2 separate regions of the Hordeum vulgare genome follow, and region 2 is linked to region 1. Evidence: chromatin contacts called from public Hi-C data. All regions are on one chromosome and are shown on one strand. Each heading gives the region's core, a stretch centred on a gene start, on an enhancer-like site or on the middle of the called end of the contact. The rest is flanking DNA. Distances are from core to core; before and after follow the strand shown.

What was found. Hi-C and Micro-C count contacts between places; a contact is called where the count stands out from the background.
Region 2: a contact with region 1 is called in a Hi-C map of seedling, with 3 times the contacts expected there. The contact joins the promoter of LOC123443894 here to the promoter of LOC123443891 in region 1. A contact is called at or near these places in 1 of 6 Hi-C or Micro-C datasets (seedling) and 1 of 1 datasets of contacts at active chromatin or transcription factors (embryo).

What each region holds. Positions count from the first base shown.
Region 1 is chr3H:372,311,934-372,316,048 of MorexV3_pseudomolecules_assembly, forward strand. It overlaps LOC123443891 (DEAD-box ATP-dependent RNA helicase 25-like), which reads left to right and starts at 1,814. Exons shown (of 10, transcript XM_045120438.1): 1 at 1,814-2,284; 2 at 3,019-3,125; 3 at 3,223-3,278; 4 at 3,397-3,621; 5 at 3,812-4,018; 6 at 4,090-4,115. The coding sequence starts at 1,914.
Region 2 is chr3H:372,922,664-372,926,778 of MorexV3_pseudomolecules_assembly, forward strand. It overlaps LOC123443894 (phospholipase A1 PLIP1, chloroplastic-like), which reads left to right and starts at 2,165. Exons shown (of 2, transcript XM_045120440.1): 1 at 2,165-2,983; 2 at 3,660-4,115. The coding sequence starts at 2,351.

The DNA of each region.
Region 1 (4,115 bases), core at 564-3,063:
GCGAAATGCCAACACCGACGCCAACGGTCGAGGAAATTTTCTACGGCCAGTTCATGGAGAATGTTATCTTCGAGGGTCATGGCGAGGCCTTTCAAACGGGTGGGCAGGGCAGGACCTTCGATCCGGAGGAGATCCAGAGTAAAGATGGCTGTGGCGAGTACATGGCCGATGAAGACTTTGAGGCCGACTATGGTGACTCGTGGCATGAAGAAGATGACATATGTTGCGAAGGTGACAAAGAAGAAGAGAACGTCGTCAATATTGCGGGCAAGCCATTGTTCATCGACGAGCTCACCCAAAGAGCGGAAGCTCAAATGAGGAAGAAGAGCATTCATACGGGATCATACACACAAGATGAGGACACGTTGATTTGCGGAAGTCGGAAGGAGATTGACCAAGATCCTAGAGTCGATGCGCAACAAAAGAGAATTATTTTTTGGACAAGAGTTCACAAAACATTCCATGAGAGAAAGCTGTTTCCGCCCTACCAATTTACGAGCAATAGTAACATCAACTCGATTCAAAAGAGGTGGTTGTTCATCCAACAAGAATGCAAAAAAATTTGCGCCGCACTTGAGAGCGTTGAAGCACGTCCCGTGAGTGGTCTTGGCATCGGGGACATGGTATGGCCTCTTCACTTTCCTTTGCTACGACCGTGCCTGTGCCTCTCCTATGATTAATTGTGTTTGCATGTCCAATTGTTGTTGATCATGTAGGCATTTCAATCTTTGGAAGCATTCAAGGCCTGTCACAACAATAAGCCATTCACTCTCACGCATTATTGGCAAATTATCAACAATTGTCCTAAGTTCAAAGATCAATACCGCGAGCTTCAAAGGAAGAGAGACAAGAAGGCGGTCGGCCGGCCGCATTGGCCGGAGGTGGAGATGGTGAGGCGTTGAAGAGGCCGAGGGGCAAGACCAACTCCAAAGTGAATGACAAGCGTGATGTGGCATCGTATGCTTTGCATGAGACTTTGCATGGCGTGATGTCTCAAAAGGAAGTGAGGGACGAGAAGAAGCGACAAGGCAAGGAGGAGCAAATGAAGCAATACATGAAGCTGCAAACAAAGAAGCTTGAGATGGAGGAGACGGCCAAGAAGAGGAAGATCGACATGAAGAAGGCGGCCACGCAGAGGCAGCTCGACATTGAGGAGGCGGCTAGGCAGAGGCAGCTCGACATCGAGACCACCAATGGCGCGGCCAGGCAGAGGCAGCTCGACATCGAGGCCACCAATGCTGCAACCAAACAAAGGAGGTGGCGCTGGCGATCATGAGCGTGGACTTGAGAAAAATGAGTGAGAAGACAAGGAGCTGGTTCGAGGCCCGACAGAAAGAGATGTTTGACGTCGATGGCCTCAACTAGGGCGTTAATTCGGTCGTGGCCGTTCTTTTTTTGGAGCCTGACATGATGAGCCGGCCGCTGACTGTGTTGCCTGCGAAAAACCTATTCTCTTTGGCGGCTGGCTGTGTTGCCGACCGCTGGTTGTGTTCCGGCAAGGACGTATAGGCTGGCTGTGTTGCCGGCATGATCTAGGGCTGCTTGCATGACTTATGAGTCATGGCTATTGGAATGCTTGTGTTTGAAAATAAAGCGGATATGATGCAGCTAAGGTCCGCATGTTGGACACACAACCATCATATATCAGAAATGATCCAGATATGACTTCATCATCCGTCTCAAACGGATAAAATCCAAACAAAACGGACGTTGAGATGGGATCACGTGAAATTAACCTAATGGTTTAGAAGGGGAACTAGGTGCAAGCGGGCCCTCAGCCGTTATAAATGAAAGCCGCGTCTGACGAAGCCGGCGAAATATCTTATCTTCTCGCGCGCCAAGCCGCAAACTCACAGGGACAGAACCCCCTACCCCTACTCCCAAAACCCTACCGCCCCAGCCACTCACCGGAGATGGCCGGCGGTGATATTCTCCTCCGTACCCACGGCGGTATCCCCGTCCTCGTCAGGGCCTCCCCTTGCAGCCTCCGCCTCCGCCTCCGTTTTACAGCCGGCGGACGTCGCGCCCCTTCTTCCCTGGCCGCCGCCAAGGTCGACATCGGCGACGTCGTCAGCCAGCTCAGGTCAGGAAGCGCCCGCGGCGCGTCCGTCACGAGGAGGCAGCGGAGGGACCCGGAGGGCGGACTTGCGTTTCCCAGGGTTGTCACGAGCAGGATAAGGGGTGCCGACGAGGAGGAAGGGGAAGGGAAGGCTTTGCAATTGGATGCGGAGAAGGTCGGTGGCGAGGCGGGAGGCGTGGACGGCTCCTACCTCAGCGAGACACGGTAATAGAGAAAGCCAACGCTCACTCTCAAATCTTTTCAGAATTGTAGAAATGGAGAGTTTGAGTTAATGTCGCCTGTTTTACTGTTTGAAATAAAAAATGTTGGCTGATTTTACGAGTATAGAGCTCAAATCTCAAAACAGTGTGGTAGCAATAAATATAGAATATATGTTATAATACTGTTCTACTACAGTTATTTGATTCTTACGGAGTTCTAAACTTCTAACAGCGTCCTGTGTTTGTATGAATGCAAATCCTTAGCATTATAATTGATGGTTGCTGCCTCTTTGAAGTAGTGCCGTGTTTGACATTATGGTGAATTATATTAACATTTGGTTAGCCGCTCTTAGATACTTGGGTTCTAGCCTTGCCTTTTTTTTCTGGACCAAGCTGCAACTGGACATATTGTGTTACAGAACATATAACTAAATACTCCTATGAGAGTATATTCATTGGCTATAGTTTTTTTTTATCTAACTTGTTTCTTACTGCAGCTGTAAAATAAATATGGCAAAGAAAAACATAGAACAACAACCAAAAATTTGGTGTTACTCGGTTTTACGTAATCCCATGTTAAGGAGTACAAATGCCATTTGGAATCGGCAACTAAACAACTAATGGTTCTAGTTCGTGACGCCACTTGCTAACTAGGCTGTGTTTTCCTGAAAATCGAGAACTATCAATAGCTTTTATGCATTTGGATTTTTTGGTTTAGTAATCTCATGTATATTGCAGGTTTGATCAGTGTGCTATTTCTGAATTGTCACTGAAAGGCGTCAAAGATGCTGGATATGGAAGGATGACCCAGGTTCAGGAGGCAACTCTACCAGTAATCCTTCAAGGTTAACAAAACTGCATATATTATTGCTTCACTCTGTGACACAAATCTCTTGGGTGGGAGCCCGGTAACTGATATTCCAATGTATTGCTGCACTACAGGCAAAGATGTTCTTGCGAAAGCGAAGACAGGAACAGGAAAAACCGTTGCCTTTTTGGTACTCATTTTTATTCAGCCCCAGTAGTCAGATCGATGGTGTTTGCATTCACTGAACTATGGCAGTGACATTCTAAATCATTATCCAGTCCAACCGAGTTTCCTTTTTGCGTTTCTAGCTGCCAGCCATTGAGGTTCTCTCTAAATTACCCAGTTCTCAACGGAGCCACTTGCGGTCGTCTGTAAATTTGCTTGTGATGTGCCCTACTAGAGAGCTTGCAAACCAAGTCGCTGTTGAGGCCAAAAAGCTTCTCAAGTATCATCGCTTGCTAGGTGTTCAGGTTGTAATTGGTGGCACAAGAATAACTCTAGAGCAACGAAACATGCAGGCTAACCCGTGTCAGGTGATTACTTATCAGCTCAAGTTTGCACATACTCCCTCCGTCCGGAAATACTTATCGGAGGAATGGATGTATCTAGATGCATTTTAGTTCTAGATACATCCATTTTTACTCATTTTTGCGACAAGTAATTCCGGACGGAGGGAGTATCTAGGTGTGGTTTATGCACTAATACTTTGTTTTGGCCAAACAGATTCTTGTTGCTACACCTGGAAGGCTTAAGGATCATCTTGAGAACACACCTGGTTTTTCTACTCGGCTAAAAGGGGTGAAGGTTCTTGTTCTTGATGAAGCTGACCGCTTACTGGATATGGGATTCAGAAGAGATATTGAAAAAATTATGGCTGCCACTCCTAAAGACCGTCAGACGCTGCTGTTTTCTGCTACTGTTCCAGAAGAGGTAACTGCGTCTATCATTATGCACTTTCAATGCCTATTTTCAGTCTAATTTTGTTGAATGCTTGTTATTAGGTCCGTCAAATCTCTCATGTAGCAAT
Region 2 (4,115 bases), core at 915-3,414, 610 kb after region 1:
TCACTCGCTCTCTACACTTGTACAGATGGGCATGGCAAGCTCATGTTGAAACAGTCCAAGGCATTCAAACCTGAGCGTGTCCTGAGTCCTGAGTGCCCATACTTTGTCTCCGTCCATTGTGTTGAGCGTTTTCTCGCCCCGTAGTCAATTGTGTGCGATCATACTGGCGAGCACGATGACCCATGCCCATGTGCGATGTGCCAGCGGCCAGGAAATGAAGCGCAAGCATACATCAAGACGGAGCAGCCGGCCCACATTACCTGCATGCGATCTTGCACAAAATAAATGGTCTGTATCGTCCACTTTCCCAGTATACTTGTCACTATAATAAGTTGTGCAGTATATCGTTGTTTCTGTTTGACAATATGACATAACCTAGGACGATCCTAGATCGAGATAGCCGACCAAGCATTTGGCAGCGGGAGACCAATTTTCTTGACATCTTTTTCTCCAAGAATCAGCACAGAATATACTACTACTCCGGCAGCAGGTCGCAGAATCTCGCTCGACATTAAAAAAGCAATTTTACTCGTCTCATCTTCCTCACATGGAGGCGCTCGGTGTGATCGATGGAACCACCAGCACAAGAATTAATTTACCTAGCGAGCGTTGCACAGGACAAGCCGATCTCGGAGATTAATTTGCGAGCGCACGGGAGAAGGCCATTAACAAGTTGGGGTTTATTATTCGGCATCGTTGGCGTCCAGGTGCTCGGGCATTGTCTCCTCCGACGCCTTTCCTTTCTTCTTCTCGGAGGACTAGTAGTACGTTTTTTTCCATATGAAAAAGCACTCAAAAATACGATGGGACAAAAAAAGAGCGCTGCAAACTGTACAAGTAAATCAACTGATTCGCCGTGCTGACCTTTTGTACGGTGGTTGCAATGTGCCAGCCGCACGAAACCGTGAATGATTCTCTTCCCAGGTTAAGTTTCATACCCTGCATGCATTCTTAAGGCTGTAGGTGCACCTATAAACCTCTTAATTTCTGAACCCTCCAGCTTGCCTCGTAATTTCACAAGCAGTCAGCTGAATATACCAAGCTAGTAGTACTTCTAAAATAGTGACCTGAACGTTCTTATATTTTCTTACGGACGGAGTAGCATGCAAAAAATGGGTTTTCGCCGCAGGTGTTGAAAGGTGAAAAACATGTAGCGCGCAGGCATTCCGTATGCAACCGGTATATGCCGCGGTGGATACCATTTGCATTTGGGAAAACAAAGTGCACCTTTCTTGGTACCTCGTCCGCGACGGAGATTCCCATGCTCCACCGTCGACGGCCGCGATTTTTCCTCGCCAGCTCCTTGTGACCGATCGGGACTCTTCACTGCAGCCCGGGGTTTCTATGAAAGGTGGATGTTCTGGTATTGAAAAGAAAAATACGTCGATGTATTGATAGAAAAAATATTAATAGATGTTCGTGTATTTTTTAATATAATTAAACCTAACGATGCAGCTGTATGTGCAATTAAAAAAAATTAAAATAAAACAACGTCTAACTTTTTCAAATCAAAGTCGAAAAATAAAGAACCCCAAATCAATAATGAATGCATGAAGAAGATGTTGATCCAACTAGTGGCTAGATATCTTCTAAAATATCTAATTCTGGTTTTTGTTTTCTTTGGTTTTGCTGTTTTACCAAAGATTTGATGAATTATAATGTATCCAATGCCTTTAAAAAAAATAAAGAAGCAACTAGATGTGTTTTCATGACTGAAAATGTCGACCCCACAACAAATCCGTTATACGTCGATCCGTAAAAGTATTTTTCTGCGAACTACAAATAAATTTTACGGTTCAGCTTTAGAGATGCTCTGCCCCTCTCTTGTTCCTTCCTCCTCTGTTTTCCGGAACTACCCTCCTCGGCTGCGCACATGCTGCGCGCGGTGTATCCTTGCATGCAATTTGCTTCCGAACAGGGCCACCTGTCGCCCCTTGATGGTGTCCCGCCCGCATTGATCACAGAATGACCGGAGGGCAGGACGGTGAATTCACCTACTCCTCATACTAGTAGTCATAGTATGAGTCCTCCCGCTGTCGTGGCGTCCAAAGGCCGGGTTTTTTCTCGGTTTCGCCCACCTCGCCCTCTCGCGTGGCCGACCTGTTTCTCTACCCGTTCCCCGTATTAAAGCCCCACCGCCGTTCGCCCAGCTCCTCCGTGCTCCCCTCCCCCCCCCCCCCCCCCCCCCACCCTTTTGGCCGCACGGATCGCCAAAGCCGAATCAAATACTACACCGCCACCAAGAGGCCAGGCCAACCACCATCATCCCCGACCCCAAGCGTTACCGCCGCCGGCAGCTGCGCTGGATCCGTTTGCCTAGCAGCGCGGCTCCGGAAGGACCCATCCATCCATGGTGGCGAGCATTGCCGGGGCGGCGGCGTCGTCGTCGTCCGCGCACGCGCACGCGCCGGCAGGCCGGCGAGCCAAGAGGGAGCCGGTCAACATGCAGGCCGGCATCCGGCGGTCGCGCTCCGAGCCGCACCTCCGCTGCTCCCGCCGCGGCGGAGCCGCGGGCGCATCGCTCACCACCAGCCGCTCCATCGGCGTCTTCCCCTTCCAGTTCGGCGCCGCGCCGCTGCGCCCGCCGCCGCTCCCCGACGGCGACGGCTACCGGCTCCTCACCGTGTGCGCCGGCGAGACCGACCCAGACCCTGACCCTGACCCGGAAATGCCGCAGGTCAGGACGCCCGAGGACCACTGGCTGGACCGGCTCCTGGAGCTGCGCTCCCGCTTCCACGACCCGACCAAGCGCTTCTTCTCCGACGCGGACAACCTCTTCGAGGAGGAGGACGACGACGACTACCACGAGGACGGCGGCTGCGGCGTGAACTACGACGAGGACCACGCCGCGGCGGAGGCCGATGACAAGTGGGACCGCGACTCCTTCGTCAAGCTGCTGGCGCGGGCCCCCCCGGGCGATGCCCGGCTGTTCGCGCAGCTGGCCTTCCTCTGCAACATGGCCTACGTCATCCCGGAGATCAAGGTGAGCGCTAGCGCTACGGAAACGATACAATCGTGGCCGCCCGCTGGGACTTGGACGGAACGGATCTGCCGATCTGGCCGCCGAATTAGTTTGATCAACTACTCATAAAAACGCTGGCTTTAATTGCTACGAGAGAGGGTCGCCGCGCGTACAGGCTGGGAGGTGCCCACTGGACTCGAGTATTAATTTCTTATTAAGGAATTAATGTTTGCCAGATTTAGGTAGGAAAAGCAAGCAGCACCCGTGGCTTTAATTTCCATCGCCGATTATCTTGGTGGCCGATTTGTCCAGCCACGTACTACTAGTAATGTCAGTAGTCGCGGCGACCCCATTGACAACAGCTTGTGCTTCATTCCTTTTTCATTGACAAATTCCTGCTCTAATTAGGGGCCCTTTTTCGTCATCCCAAAATACAGTACTACTACAGAAATCAGTCATAATCAACATGTAAAGAGTAGTTTTCTGGAATAAAGGGTGGCATTTTCGAGGTAGTTGGCTGAAAAGTTTCTTGCCGGTAGCAATTTCTGGTTGAGACTTTATGTAGCAATCTTCCAGTTGCATTCCATCCATCCTTCCTCGGTCAACCATCCATGCAATGCAACAAGACGATCTCTAAACGTTTTACTACTTTTCCTACTGATGTAATTTTGATTTTGGTTGTTGCTGGAATTTACAGACTGCTGAGCTGAGGAAACACTACGGACTGGAGCTGGTGACGTCGTCGGTGCACAAGAAGGCGGAGGCCAGCGCCGTGAGCGCTCGGGTGGACGTCCACTCCACCCGGCCGGCGGGCGACGCGCAGCAGTACGAGGTGGCTGCGGAGCCGCAGCCGCGGCGGCCGGTCCGCCGCTCCAACCACCTGGCCTACGAGGTGGCCGCGTCGGCCGCGTCCTACGTCCAAGCGCGGGCCCGCGGCCTGCTCTCACTCCGCGGGCATCAGCACCCGCCGGCTGGGGAAGAAGACCGGCTGTACAACTCGGGCATGGCGGCCTACGTTGCCGCCTCCACGGTGACGGCGGTGGTGGCCGCCGAGGACGAGGCGCGGCAAGAGGCCGCGCGTGACCTGCGGTCGCCGCTGTCGTCGCCGTGCCAGTGGTTCGCCTGCGACGAGGCCGACATGCGCACCCGCTGC